Linked DNA regions of Mus musculus: region 1 is linked to region 2. A link is a contact called in public HiCAR-type data. All regions are on one chromosome and are shown on one strand. The core of a region is the stretch at or near the end of the contact, and the rest is flanking DNA. Distances in the headings are between cores, read along the strand shown. Region 1 overlaps Tnik (TRAF2 and NCK interacting kinase). Region 2 has its middle 38 kb from the start of Tnik.

Evidence for each region. HiCAR-type assays count read pairs that join an accessible place to other places.
Region 1: a HiCAR-type map of astrocytes shows a contact between it and region 2, with 5 times the contacts expected there. The contact joins two enhancer-like sites. A contact is called at or near these places in 1 of 39 promoter capture datasets (liver), 3 of 484 Hi-C or Micro-C datasets (the N1E-115 cell line, muscle stem cells and nephron progenitors), 1 of 115 datasets of contacts at active chromatin or transcription factors (astrocytes) and 1 of 9 other capture datasets (pancreatic islet).

The regions. Positions count from the first base shown.
Region 1 is chr3:28,407,201-28,414,923 of GRCm38.p6, reverse strand. All of the region lies in intron 2 of Tnik (TRAF2 and NCK interacting kinase), which reads right to left. Among named protein-coding and RNA genes, the nearest start is that of Mir466q, 8.9 kb to the left of the region's middle. Within about 2 kb of position 5,628, at least 62 of the 459 cell types and tissues checked have an H3K27ac peak or open chromatin away from gene starts, as enhancers often do. A contact at or near this core is called in the N1E-115 cell line, astrocytes and muscle stem cells, where this site is marked.
Region 2 is chr3:28,221,705-28,228,906 of GRCm38.p6, reverse strand. No RefSeq gene overlaps it. Among named protein-coding and RNA genes, the nearest start is that of Tnik, 38 kb to the left of the region's middle. Within about 2 kb of position 3,711, at least 31 of the 459 cell types and tissues checked have an H3K27ac peak or open chromatin away from gene starts, as enhancers often do. A contact at or near this core is called in the N1E-115 cell line, astrocytes and muscle stem cells, where this site is marked.

The DNA.
Region 1 (7,723 bases), core at 4,379-6,878, 180 kb before region 2:
AAGTCAGAAGTGGTCCATCCTACTGTCTTCCCTACCAACCAAAACACTCTTCTTGACAACCATCAATCTCAATAGAGTTGTATATCTGTCTTTCCTGTTTATTCCATGGGTGCAGTTTTAGCTCTTGTGGGTCTACAGGTTGGAGATATAACTCAGCGGTGGCGAGTTTGTCTCTTGTGCAAGGTTCTGGGTTTGATCTCCCAGGGCTCGTGTATGTGCACACACACATGTTTATCCCCATGAATTTAATTGTCTTCCCAATGCCTACCTCCATCTAAGGATGCTAAGCGTCAGAGAACAAACACCATCTCTGGCTTTGTGCCCCTCCCTACACTCGCATCTTCCAGCAGAGTGCTAGGAATGAAGCTTTCAGGAAGGAACTGTTGAAACGTGGATGGATGAGAGGATTAACTGGCTACAAGCCTGACTAGGTAATACTGGTACGCACACAAGGCCAACAGCGAGGGACCAAGAAGATGAAGTGATTGGTTCTGATTAGCAGGGATATGAAAGAGGAAGTGTGTGAACTCAGACTTATGGGAGCAGCAGGATTTGGCAACTGAATGAATTTAATTTGTATCCTGCTGACCTAAATGGTATGAGCAGAGGCCTAGAGAGAGAAAGTGTGGACTTTGGGAGAATAGTTAATGGACCAGGTAAGTTGGAGCAAAGGCTACCAAGGGATATGAAAACACTTTGGATAAAAGGGGGGAAGAAAGGCAGCTCATAGAGGCCTGTAAGCCCAGGCTGTTCTGGGCATGGCAAGAAGCTCCTGAACTGAGGGAAGAAACGACGAAGCCGACCCAGGCAACAATGGAGGCAGAGACAGAGGCGGTTCATGAGATCCCTCTTCGTCCTCCTACCTCTGTGACAGTCCTGACAGCACTTGCGTATTCTCTTTCCTGAGCGTCTACCATTTGTTTCTTCCATTTGCCCCATTCACTGAGATTTACTTCCAAGTAATTAAATTTCACAGTTTCCTAAATATTAATATTGTGATATATTTATTAAAAACACTATGCTGTGGAAATTATATATGTAACCGTGTGCTCTTCATAATTAAAAAGTCATCTCAGATTAAATCATCATCACCTTAATAGGGTGATGTCATGACTCCTTGATCTCTTCTCAGGAGAATGTCTGACCTGAGTTCAAAGCCCCCAGGGAAGTAGGTGCCAAACGAATAAGGAAGAAGCCTATAACAAAGGATTCCAGCTTCTGAGTAGCACCAGGCCCCGCCTTCTGTGGATGGCATCAATCCTGGATAGGTAGCTGCTTACTAAAATGACTGAGCATGAGCCAGGGAGAGCAATCCAGTAAGCAGTCCTTCCTTACCATGACATCTGCTTCAGTCCTTGCCTCCAGATTCATGCCTTGAGTTTCTTCTCCTCCCTCTGTGAACTAGAATAAACACTTTGCTCCCCCTAGTTGATTTTGGTCACAGTGTTTATCACAGCAACAGAAAAAAGCAAATTATGACAACAGCTTGCTTGGCTCTCTAGGTCTGACCAGGTGTCATCATGGCCTAGATGCCTCCAAGTCTTTGATGATCACACAGAGGTTCTTAGAAGAGTTTTAGTCATTTACCTACAATGATATTCATTACATAAGACATCCCACCAATGGAAAGAACTGAGCAGAAAGGAGACTGGGAGGCTGCCCAGAATAAAGGACCCAGGACAGTGAGGCAGGAAGGACACAGAAAGCCCATCTTATCCCCATAAACCCCTCTGAGACAAGCTTTGCACGCCTCTCTGATGTTTAGCCTATAAGACACTAGAGGGATCAGGGCTGTGCTTTTCTGTTCATGGTGGTATTACAATCCTGGCACCATGTCCACCCCATAGCTAGGTCCAGACACACACGGGGGCTGAGAGGAGTGGGTGCCAGGCAATAATGATCCTGCTCCATGACACTTGGAGCCTCCTTCTCTTGACCTGGTAATACCCACCACAGACAGTGCAAAGATGCCAAGGATGCTAATTGCCCTCATGCCAGCAACTAGATTCCTGTGGTAACAGAAGAGAACATATTTCTTACACTGAGTATAGTGTGTGAGATTTTAAAAGTGCCCACTTCTTACAGTTCAGGGGCCTTACATATATAAAAATCTAGTAACCAAAAGAGTAACAGGCTTAGTTTTGAACCAGATCAGTCTTTATCCCAACACTCCTCACTGTAGAAAGGAGTGTCCTCTCATGTGTGATATGATTTCCTGAACCTGGTTGTCCAATAGGACAGACGTGCCTTTAGAGAACGTCCTTCTATAGTAGAATAGAGAGTCTGCAAGATCATTCAGTAGGTGTGCCTCCATTTCTCGGGATGGCCCCAATGTAGGCACAGCATAATTTAGACACATACCAAAGTCCCACAACCCAAACCGGAAGTCTAAGAAATTACCTTCCAAAGCACAAGCAGGCTTCAACTCTGGAGAAAATCTTGAAAAGACATAGAAAAGTTTGAAGAAATATCAAGCAAAAATTTTAAAAGTCAATCTCTATTTTTCTGAAATACTATAGCTCTTGGTAGCAAGTAATTCTAAATCTCCTTGAATCCCTTAAAGCTCCAAAGTGCATGAGCATTAGATAGACATTTCAGAGCTGAGGATGTTGTGCGCCAGTTCTTCACGTCGTTGATGGACTTTATTCTCTTGGCAATGAAGAAAAATATTTAATAAAAATCTGTAAAAGGCGATTTCTGAAACACCTTAGGATTAAATTCTCTTTTGTAAGCTTTTAATTTTTTCTTTATGTTAAGGCAGTGGTTCTCAACCTTCCTAATGCTGTGACCCTTTAATGCAGCTCCTCATGTCATGGTGAAACCAACCATAACATTATTTTTATTGCTACTTTATAACTGTAATTTTCCTACTGTCATGAATCATAATGTAAACATCTGTTTTCCCATGGGCTTAACTGACCCTGTGAAAGGTTATTTTGACTCCCACAAAGGTCTAGACCCACTGGTTGAGAAACCCAGCCTTAGGGGTTAGAGAGAGGGTCCAAAGGTTAAGAGTGCATAGCACATGCCTTTAATCCCAGAGTTAGAGGTTCAAGATCAGCCTAGTCTACAGAGTCAGAACAGCCAAGGCTGCACAGAGAAACCCTGTCTTGGAAAAAAAAAAGTGACTGAGGATGCATGCATGCATGCATACACACATACACATAAATAAATGAACAAATAAAATCTCCATTATTTTAACTTCAGAGTTGAGTATGGTAGCACATGTCTGAGGTCCTAGCAAGGCAAACTGGTAGGTCAAGAGTTCAGGGCCAGATTAAGTTCCATCGCACATTATTGGTAAGCCTGAGCTACATGAAACCTAATATATATATATAAACATATATATATATGCATGTTTATATACATATAGTGTATATAAATGTATGTATGTATGTTTATATACATATATGTGTATATACATATATACACACATATGCTAAAAGTGTATGTAATGTATATATGCATATATATGTATATACTAAAAATCAATATACATAAGGTATAAATATATACATTATATATACACATAATATATATAAATATTGTGTATGTGTGTATATGTGTGTACTTTAAACATTACTGCTGAATACTAAATTTCAGTGGACACCAAAGGTTACCAACAGACCTTACACCAGTGGGTGTAAACAAAGATTTATTTCAGACTCATGGAGCTAAAAATAAGACGGCTGCCATGAGCGTGTAGCTCAGTGGAAGAGTGCTTGCCTGGTGTGTGCGAAGGTGTGGGGCCCATGCTTAGCACTGCACAAAGAAAAACAAGCTGCCTGCAAAACCACACAGAATAACATTTTGTGTTGAGAAAGGTATTATCCTTTTTATTTTCAAGTACCCTGAGCAGGCAGTTTTCCAGAATTCTATAGAGAATATTCTTGCTGGGCAAGAATTCTGCATGGGGAAGCTCTAATGTCAGTGTGAAAAGAATTTAGTATAAAAACAAATTAAAGCAAGAGAGGAGGTGTTTTCTCTTTCAGGTAAATTGAGGCTTAACTATTCTGGTTTCAGAGTACACTGGGGCTGGCCTTACTGCTGGTTTTAAAGCATCAGGAGGGTTTTAAGGAGAAAAGCAGCAGAGGTTTTATGGCCAGTGATTGGTTGATGGACAAACATGGTAAAGAAAACTGCCTGGGATCCTTTCCCCAGGAAAATGGATCCATGAGCTGTTGGCTAGAGAACCTAATTTATTAAAACTCTCTTTGAGCCTTAAGTTCTTTAAGTTCTGTTCAAGGTATTCAGTCAAAAGAACTAAAACCTTTTTAAGGGACCAGAAATGATGAAGGAAAATGCCCTAGAAAGGTTATTAAGTATTTCTCCAAAAGATTATAATCATTTTGAGACAAATATTCTATGAGCTCCATACATTTCCTGCCAGTGCCCCTTTCAGTAGACAGGCAGTTCTAGCTTCCTCCCTGTAGGGGATGCCAGGCTACATCAGGACTAACCGAATCAGCCCTGTCCTAACAGATGGCTTCTGGGAGTATCGTCACCCTACAGTGCACAGAGGGGACTGATCACTCTGTGACTACTCTTAATTGCCAGGGCTCTCAATAAATAAATAAATAAATAAATAAATAAATAAATAAATAAATAAATAAAATATAAAAAAAAAGCCCAGAGGGAGACGACCTACCTGGTCTATCTGTCCCTATTACTGATCAAGCCAAAAAAAAAGAAAAGAAAAAAGAAAAAAAAAAAAAAAGAGGACCTTCTTTCATGGGCCTTCTGGCTTTGGACACCCTGGCCCACTGCACCAGAGTAGCCTTCCAGTTCTTTAATTAGCAGTTAGAAGCAATAAAATAAAGTCCCCATGGTGACACTCTAAAAGTCTCCATGATGACACTCTAAGATGTCTTTTGCCGAGAAATTGCCTAATAAAATTTTGTAAATCGCTACTGTGGGGATTCACTATAATGTCCCACAAATGAAAAATTACAACAAAAAGGTAAAATTGAAAAATACACACAGGGCAATTGGCTGTGTGTGGAAACAAAGAGACGGATGTGGCCAGGCTACCGTTGGTTCTCTTCTGCTGAAAGTGTAGTGCAGGGGACACACCAAGGCCTTTGTCTTATATTTCAAGGGAAAGGGTGTCTGGCTCCAGCACCATAATAAATAAAGTCACTTCTTAATTCTGCATTGTTCAAAGGTGTGCATTGCTCATTGGGGTTTCCTCTGGGATATAGGGTATTGGGAACAAACATGCTTAGCGCACAAAAGGTCATGAGTTCAATAACCAGACCTGGGACAGCAACAACAAAGCGGTTATCTTTTCAAATATATAATTTATGGGGGAAAAAAGGAAGCAAAAAAACATGTTGTATATCTGTTAGTTTCAATTTGGAAAACATCAACTCACCAGTGCCCCTCCGCCACCGAGCTAGGAACCACATGTGGGCAAACATGCAGCAGAGGAATCTCACTTGTCTCTCATTTCTCACAAGGTCTTTCCAGCCTTCATTGTAGAAAAGCTGCCACAGAGAACCAATGAGCTCGCTCATCAGTAGTTCCCTCTGCCACAGAGAACCAATGAGCTCGCTCATCAGTAGTTCCCTCTGCCACAGAGAACCAATGAGCTCGCTCACCAGTGGGTCCCTCTGGTTGGCTGGCTGAGCATAGCACTGGCTATGTTTCCTTATCCAACCCCACAAGGGGGCCCAGCAAAGCAAATGTAGCCTCCTGGAAACTCGATTCCCTCACGGGGAGGCAATGTGTCAGATGGAGAGGCCAGCTCCCAAGCTGTGACATCTGTGGCAGGAGTCTTTCGATTAAATGTAGTTGCCTTTCCTTTTTTTTTCCTCCTTTTTTTTTTCTTTTTAATTCTTAAAATTCTCCGTATGAGTGAACTGGAAACAGACAAAAGCGTGATTTCTGCAGCAACAGCTGCCCAGACTCATTTTCTTTTCATGGCTTACATACTTGGAGCGCTTCGTCCCCAACGGCTGTCCTCATACTGGCAAATCCAAGAAATTCAAGACGTGTAAACAAGGATAGATTTGCCCTTAAATCCCAAGGTCAAAGGCAGCATCTGTTGTTCTGGAAAGAAGGAGGACTTTCTTTTGCTGGTTCGTTTATTGAGGTTCTGACGGTTGGTTAGGTTTTCTGTTGTGTTTTTTTTTCCTTTCTTTTAACAGAAGTAAACAAAAATGCTATAGACGCTTCCTTGTTCTAATAGGAAATGCAAAACATTAAACATCCTACAGAAAGATGTATAAACATCCTTCAATTTGATATTTGATTTGCACATAAGAAAGGCAAGCCACACTGTGATTTTTAAAGCTGATAGGAAAAGTCATTTTCCATACTGACCCCTTTTCCCCAGATGACATTTGGTCATTAAATTATTCAAGGAGTTTTTCCTTTTATACACATTAATACTGTCCACCACCATGCCAGTCCTGAAAGGCAGGTTCACCTCCTGTAGGACACAGATGGATTATGGCAAAGAAGGATCTCACAGTACAGGCAGATAAAAAAGATTTCAGACTAGCAGATTAACACACCAGGCAAGGACAGAGGAAGATACACAATTACTGACAAACAGAACCAAATACTATTCAGAGTCACCATTTTTTTAAAGGGAACATGTTGTCATTCTGTTTTGCCTGTTTATCTCTACCCTGCCACCCAGCTAATTAACATATGTGTCAGTTCTAATTTAACCAACGACTTTGAAAGTCCAGAAAACCTGATTAAAACAACAGTAGTACCCGGAGAAAGATGCCACCCGTTTTCCAGGCGTGTGCCCTAGTAGCACATGTGGGCAAATGTTGCATTTCTAACTTGAATCCGTATGGATTGTGGGATTAGTACATGCCTGCCTTATTTTAATACCAATTGCCTGGAAAAGATACTCCAGTTTATTTAATTTTTATTTATTAATTTAGTCTTTTACTTTACACACGAGCAATGTGTCCTGATAGCGCTCTTTTGTCTTCATAGTTCCTTAGATCCACAACCCCTCCCAGTCCTGCCAGGTCCTTTCCCAAGGTTCACTGCTTCTGCTTTTATTCTTGATCCTATAGAGCAAACATCAGTAACCAATTCTTTTATACAGACGTGAATTCCCAAAAGCTATATTCAGAAAAGGTGAATGTGAACATTCTTATAAATCATAGGTCAATTATAATTGAGATTCACAGTAACATGCTCAGTGTCTTCTTAAATGTGACTCTCTTTTTATATTTAAGTAACTAATTTTAGTTCTGCAAATAATATAGGAATCATGCTCACTTAAGATCATCAAATCACTCAGAGAAAGAAAGTACCCCCTCCTTAATAATCGCATCATAAAATCAAATTCTCAGGGTTGAGCACTGTTACCACTGATAGCAAGCATACATAAGTACGGTGAGTTGAGACATTTCACACTGTCAGGTGTCTTATGGAAATTTCCTAATTGAGTAGAATTTCATAATATAAGGCAGTGAGAAGGTGACATGTCTGCACCTGTGACTGAAGTCTGATTAGAGCCCAGCCTGGTTTTTCCTTTGTGCTTTTGTGTGTGGCTGCTTTCCTGTTTCACATGATGGACGGGGGAGGGGGGGTTGTGGTATTAATCAGCCTTTCACTGCTATAATAAAATACCTAAGCAGGTGTATGGTGGCTTGCAGTCTTGGAGGTTCTGTCCACTTTTGGTAAGCCCTGTTGCTTTGGGCCTGTGGTGTGGTAGAGCACCATGGCAGGAACACCCATGAAGGGACAAAAC
Region 2 (7,202 bases), core at 2,462-4,961:
CACTGAGAATTTTTTTTTACACAGGGAGTATATGAAACCTATTTGCATAATATTTGTAGGTCTCAGGCATCTGCATGAAGACAGAAATTTTCAACTTTTCATTGACATGATTACTGAGCATGCTTGTGGAGTAATATTTGATGATGTGACACTTGTCTACAATAGGCAATGATCCAGTTAAGGTGATTAGGTGTATCTCCTTAAAAGGTTTTTTTTTTTTTTCTGTATTGGGAATTTTGAACTCCCCTTTTCTAGTCCTATTTAACGTATATAAAAATTGTTGGGGCTGGAGAGATGGCTTGAGGTAAGAGCACTGGCTAGTCTTTCAGAGGTCCTGAGTTCAACTCCTAGCACCAACATGGTAATGCACAACCATCAGTGATGTGATCTGATGTCCTCTTCTCTTGTGTGTGTGTGTGTGAAGACAGATCACCCACATATGTAAATAAATAAATAAAAATTTGTGAAGGCTGGTGAAGCGGCTCAATGAATAAAGACTCTTGCCAGCAAGCCTGATGGACAGAGCTCAGAAAGCACCATGGTAAAAGGTGAGAGCTGATTCCTGGAAATTGTCCAATGATCCTGACCCAGGACTGATTTGGCATGCTTGCAACACCCTTACCCTCCATACTCTCCATAGATACACAACCAAAACATGAACTATAGAGTCACTATCATCCGGAATGTAGGATGGAAGTCTAGAACATTCACCTCGTTAACTGTAGCTTGGTGACTCCCTCTCTCTGTCTCTCTCTGTCTCTGTCTCCGTCTCCGTCTCCGTCTCTGTCTCCGTCTCCGTCTCCGTCTCCGTCTCCCTCTCCCTCTCTCTCTCTCTCTCTCTCTCTCTCTCACACACACACACACACACACACACACACACACACACACACACTTCACACCTGTATGACTGTTACTATTCTCTTTACCACCATGAGACACACTGGAATAGTGGGTATGCAGTGTAGACTCTGTTCTTGGGTGGTCACTTTACACTGTCTTCCAGTTCCATCTTCACTGCTGCAGAGGACAGTGCTTCCTTCGTGGTGTGGCTGAATGACATTCTATTGTGTACATGGATCCCTCTTTCTGTACCCATTCATCTGACAGGGAACCCTTTGGATGACTGCATATCTCAGCTTTTGTGAAGAATGCTGGGAGCACACTGTCTCTTTGATATACTGACTTTGGACTCGTACCCAATAATGGAATAGCTGGCTCACAAACTAATTTTGAACTTTAGATTTTCATACTCTCCATCCATAATAGTTTTCTTATTTACATTCCAACCAACAGTACATAGGAGTTCCCTCTGTATCCTCGTCAACTTTATTATTTTTGCCTTCCTAGTAAAGTTATTCTGACTCAGGTAGAATGGTAAACTTACTACAATTTTAATTTACGGTTCCCTGACAGTGAAAATGCTGAACCTGTTTTGGATGGCCTGTACATGGAGAGATCAACTTCTGAGTCACTTAAGGTCACTCCTCACTGCCATCGGGCTTTACTTAGGATTGGGGCATAAGTTTCATTCTTCAAAATAAATGTATTTAATGTACACTCTATGAGGAAATCCTTTGTTTAAGCCCCACTGTGTGTTACGGAAAATGAAGGAAGGAGAAGAAAGTAGGTTTCCATTTGTCCCCGCTTCCTGGACAGCCAGCCAATAATCACCATGTAAAGAGGACAAAGGTCATAGTGCCAGGTACCATACTGAAGAAGGAAACTTGAGAGGCTTGCTCCTGCAGCAGTCCTGGGCTCTGCCTAGTCTGTTGTACGCACAGTTATCTATTATTCTTTCCACTGTGGAAAGAATCAGGGGTTGCCTAAAGCATCATTCAAATTACGCCCATGAAAAGATGATGCAGCCAGCCTCCACAAGCAGGCTCATTTGAATCTAGATAAAACCTATCCGATGGTCTGTCTGCATCTTAAAACTCCCATTTGGATTCTTCACTCAGCACCACGTTTGTAAGCCATGCTTGCCCTTCGTTTTATTGTTTATCTACTTTTGAAAATAACAAGGAAATGGAGTGGGAAATGGAAAATTACTCCGCTGGAAAAGCCAACCTTTCTAAATGCGAGCTTTTGATGCATTGAAAAACAGTCTACAGAATTTCCAAGTGTACCCAGATATGCCCACAAGCACGTAGAACTGAAATATTCCCGAGCTAAAGAGAAAACAATACCAGTAATATTTACTGACTATTTATATGATAAGTATTTATGCTAAGAGCTTAGATGCCACTTTTTACTTAATACTCAGAATGTCTTTGGAATAATTATTATCTTCCCTCTGGTGTGGAACTGCAAATCATATCTGGGAAAAGTGCTGAGATACATCCAAGGTCACGCGGGTCAATTGTGAGAGAGGCTCGAGCAGTCTCCAGGTCTGTCTATGAGGGGGTGAAGCCCGTGCTTTTGATAAGTGTTGCATCTTTAGTCCTTCAAGTAGCACATGGCCTTGGGATCCCTCGGTAAAAGGAAGGAGTGATCGGCGACCGATGCTCCGTCTCCATTAGCAAATCTCCGGCAAGTAGGTTAGGTCGTATGACCAGCAAATGGGCCAAGTCACGTGACCCGTGGGCACTCTCCACGGTTGATCCCAGGCCTGAGTTCCGCCTTGACATAGCCTCTTTCAGAAATGAGAAGTGTCGTGGAAGTCGTACCCAGGCTCTTCTATCAGTTTTCTAGGCGTCAGTAGTGAGACACAGGCTCCCACCGTGCCTTTCTGTGTTTCAAGTGCATTCTCTGCACAATTCCCTCTGTCCTCTCAACGAACCTCTCCATTTTCTTCTGAATCCAGCAGCCATTCACCCATGAGAGCAATTGATCTGGTAAGACACTCCACAGACACTCTCTGAAAGCTAGACTCAGCTGCTCTAAGAACTGCTTTCTGGATATGGTTACATGAACTCCCAGTGGATAACATAGCTTCTGTTTTCCTTTCATTTTTCCCCTCTTTTGCTATCTCCAACTTTATTTTCAAGTAATTTTTTAGATTATGAAGTTAGAATGTCATAAAATTTTCTTAATAACCTTCATGGGGTTCTCTCCCCCTTAACTTCCTGACACAGAGAAATGATGAACAGCAGCCAGTCAGCACGGGTGAGACCTCATTCCTTTGTGCCTCTCCTCCGGTCCAGCATCCAGTCCAGGGAGGGGTGCTGGCTGTGTTTGGTTGCCATGTTGGCTGTCTGTCCCCTGGATCTGAAGCCAATTCACAGTGTCACTGCTTTCACAAGCTTGACACATTTCAAAAGCATAGCCAAGGTCCTTTTTTAGAGTGCCCCTCAAATTGGGTTTGTCAGAGACCAGAGAGGTAATGTGTTCCCTGAACGCAGCGTTCAGGAGCTCTGTCCTTTCAGTTTGTCCTCTTACCCAGGGTAGCGACTGCTGTGAGGACCAAGAGGGGGACAATAAGAGGGACAAGAATCGTTTAGCACAGTTACAAGACCGGACTAGGACCTACTGTGTTACTGTCTGTGTCCCGTTTGCATTTCAAATCCTACAAAACCATGAAGAAAGAACTAAGTATAAATGAGGGACGGAAGTGGAACTGAATTTGGGGTACGTGCAGATGCTCACTTTACCCCGGCTGCTGCAGCTGTGCCCCCACTGGCGTCCTGAGGGTTCCTGGAGACCCAAGAGGACCATAGCACTCAGTGTTCCTCTGTACAGGCAACGAATGTAAATGTAGCCGAAGTGACACTTGAGTGTTTGGCTATTGTACATTCACTGGCAGGGGACATGTCTACTCAGCCCTGGATCTGGCCTACAGGATGTCAGGCAACCTTTTCAAGACCATGAGATTTTAATAGTCTCTAAAGTGAAGTTATTAGACATTATACTTTTCCTGGGTAAAACATGCAATTAATGTATAAATCTGGGCTTTACAAGTGATGTGTGCGCAGGATGTTTGTTTAACTAGCTGCAGGCTGATTGGCATGCGGGCCTACTACAGTATTTTTCTATTAGTCTCTGAATAGGCAGTCCAATGAATTATTTATTGAATTCGCACATCCTGGTGCTTTTCTTTTCTTTTTGTAAAGAACATTCTCTATTGGAAGTCATGGCCTCCTCTAGTCAATTAACCTTCCACTGTCCAGATGGCCTCTCTTGGTGTTTCCTAAGGAAACACTTCAGAGTGCAGAGAAAGGGGCTGGATCTGATCAAGACCTCAGTTGCCTCCGACTGGAATCTTCTTCCAAGTTAAATGTATAACGGCCTTGCTGAGTTGATGGCAGGGGCTGTGCCTCGCAGACACACCCACGCTGTGCTTTTCTTGAGATGAGTACAGCCTCTGTGAAGGCGGAGAGACAGCTAAGCTGGCCTCTCTTTCTGACAGACCCCAGCTTTGTTTTCTGAAGATAAGGGAGGGTTCTGGAGCTGGGCGTCTCCAAGAGCGGTTTTATCAGACATGTCAATCTTCCCACCATCTCTGGGACCATTCATTTCTGTTCCCTTGCCTCCTGGATACCATTCTTAGTGGTGGTAACATGGTCTTGAGAGGGCAAATGTAATGTCCCTGCATTTATCTAGCCTCTGCTTGAATCGTGTTTTCTTGGATCCCAGTTGGCCAAGCAAAATCACATGCAAGAACCAGAGCCTCGTGGGAAGGGGCTACAGGAGAATATGAATATTGGGAAGGGGAGTTAGATAAGGACCATCACGTAAGAGTCTAGCCCACTGACTTGACAAGGTTAAATGAAGGTGACATATGTAAATTGTCTGACAGGTAGTAACACTCAACCAATCTTAAAAATCACTGTTAAGGCACAGCCTTTAAATCAATCTTAGGACCTAAAGGTACTGGGCCTAATTCACAAACACACATGAAGAGAACTTGCCGTGTTTTGTGGATGTTTTCATTATATTCTCCAGAATCAGACTGTAGTCCTTTTTCCTGTCCATATACTCACAGTGTTTAATAGATGTTCTGTGATTAGATAAAGCCAGCAAACAAGTTCTCTCATGTGCTTTTTTTTGTAGTGCTAGGGATGAAGCCCACCTGCACAGATGCTAGACAAGAGTTCCATCACTGAGCTACTCCCATCGCCCAAATGATGGGCTGATATTTGAAAGATAAAATTTCCTTTTTATGCTCATTAAAAATGGCTTTAAAACAAAAGTTTTAAAAAATCTGGACACACAAATTTTTCCAATGATTCACATGTAAAAATAGTATGTGTTCATTTATCTTGAAATCTGAGCCTAACAGAGTTCTATTTATAATTCCTTAATAGTTTCTTCAATATTTGATTATTCTCTATGTTAGTCCCAATAAGGCCTCTGTAGATAGTACAACAGCAAAAATAAATGGTTCCTGACTCAACCATCACTCTTTACCTCCACAGCAATACTGTTCCCCAAAGCATGGCTTAGCAGCGACACATGCACATGGACATGGAATATAGGTATGTTGTCACACTGTGAGACTAGAATTTCGACCCTGGCACTCACAGGAAGAATCTAGCAGTCTAATTATCTTTAGATTTCTACAGAATAACACCCAAAAAAACTTTCTGATACTTGGAAATTTTGGAGGTGGAAAACAACCTTTAAGAATGATTGAATTCATATGAAATATATTCACATATGTTACATTTTTTTGTCTAATAGAGAGTGCCACTCAGAAAAAAAATCATAGTTTTTAAAAAATTTTATGTATTCTGAGGATTTCATGCATGTATACAATGTGCTGATTTTTCCTCCTCATACTTCCCTCTCCAGCCCCTCCCCCAAGTGCTGCATCCCCATCCCTGACCCCCCACACCATCTCGACCTCCTCCTAAATTCCTGTCCTTTTTTAGTTTTAACCCACTGAGTCCAGTTTGTGTTCCCACTATGTACCCGGGTGAAGGGGCATCCACTGGATCATACACAACTTTCTAGAAAGTTCATACCTCTCAAGAAAAGTGACTTCCTCTGTCCTCACAGTCACCAACTTCCAGCCATTAACCTGAGTTAGGAGTGGGGCTTTGAGCGCCTCTTCTCTATCCATGCTGGAGTTTATGTTATTATTTTCAAGATGAGGATGCTTACTTGTCTAGGGAGCGCCCTTCTCCTCTTTGCAGTGTTTAAGCTCTGTAGCTTCTCTTTGGATCTGACCCCAATCCTGGGCCCAGTGCTGATGTTCACTTTTCTGATGTCCTTGATTCCTCTGGGAGATTTCTGATCTGTGAATAAACCCTATGGTGCAGAGTGTACACATTCCTGTGAGATGTGGAACTTCTCTTTCACCACCATGGCTCCACCTGACCCTCTATACCTCCTGAGTGTATTTTTGCCACTGTGGCCTTGGGGAAGATAGTTTAATCTCCTTCTTTTGTAAAGAAAAGTAACTTCTTGCTTGGGATCCAAATACAAAATGTTCCATTCCTTGGCCAAAGCTTGATTGCCAAAAGATGTCTTACGTGACACTTCTCAAAACCTTTCTTCATAAGAACAGCACAAGGGTGTGTCTGCTAAACTACACTGAATGAAGTGTTCCACATGCAACAGCATCAGGAGACCAGGAGCAAAACAGAAAGGGATCGTAAGAGATGGATAGTAATAAATAGAAATAAAAATGGAGAGTCAGCTTGATGTCTTGGAGTTGACTGACTTCTTTCTGTTTCAATTTCTGGTACTACTTTCATATAACCTATAGTTTACTTTATTCATGTAAATTGCCTTTGCTTCATTTCTTCTGTTGTGATAAAATATCCTGGTCCAAAGCTAGTTAGGGGAGGAGGGGGTTTATTTATTTTATAAATCCATGTTATATAGTCCATCATCTCGGGGAACTTAGAGCAGGAACCTCAAACAGCTCTGGTCATGCTACACTCACAGTCAAGAGCAGAGAGAAGTGATGAGTATATTCATGCTCATTTGCTTGCTTGATTTCTCAACTCATATGCAGATCAGGACTCCCTTACTAAGAAATGGTACTGCCCATAGTGAACTGGGTTTTCCTATATCGGTTAACATAGTCCCTACAGTTACACACACAAGCTAACCCAATGTAAGCAATCTCTCATTGACTGTTCCTTCCCTTGTGATTCTAGGTTGTGTCAAGATCACAATTAAAGTGGATCATCACACAAATCAAATAAGCCCCTTTCTTCACTTCGTTTATAAAAATGAATGATGAGGTCATCTTCACATTGGAAAGCCATTGGTGATAAAGGCATATGCTTTCCTTGGTTCTAGATTAACTTACA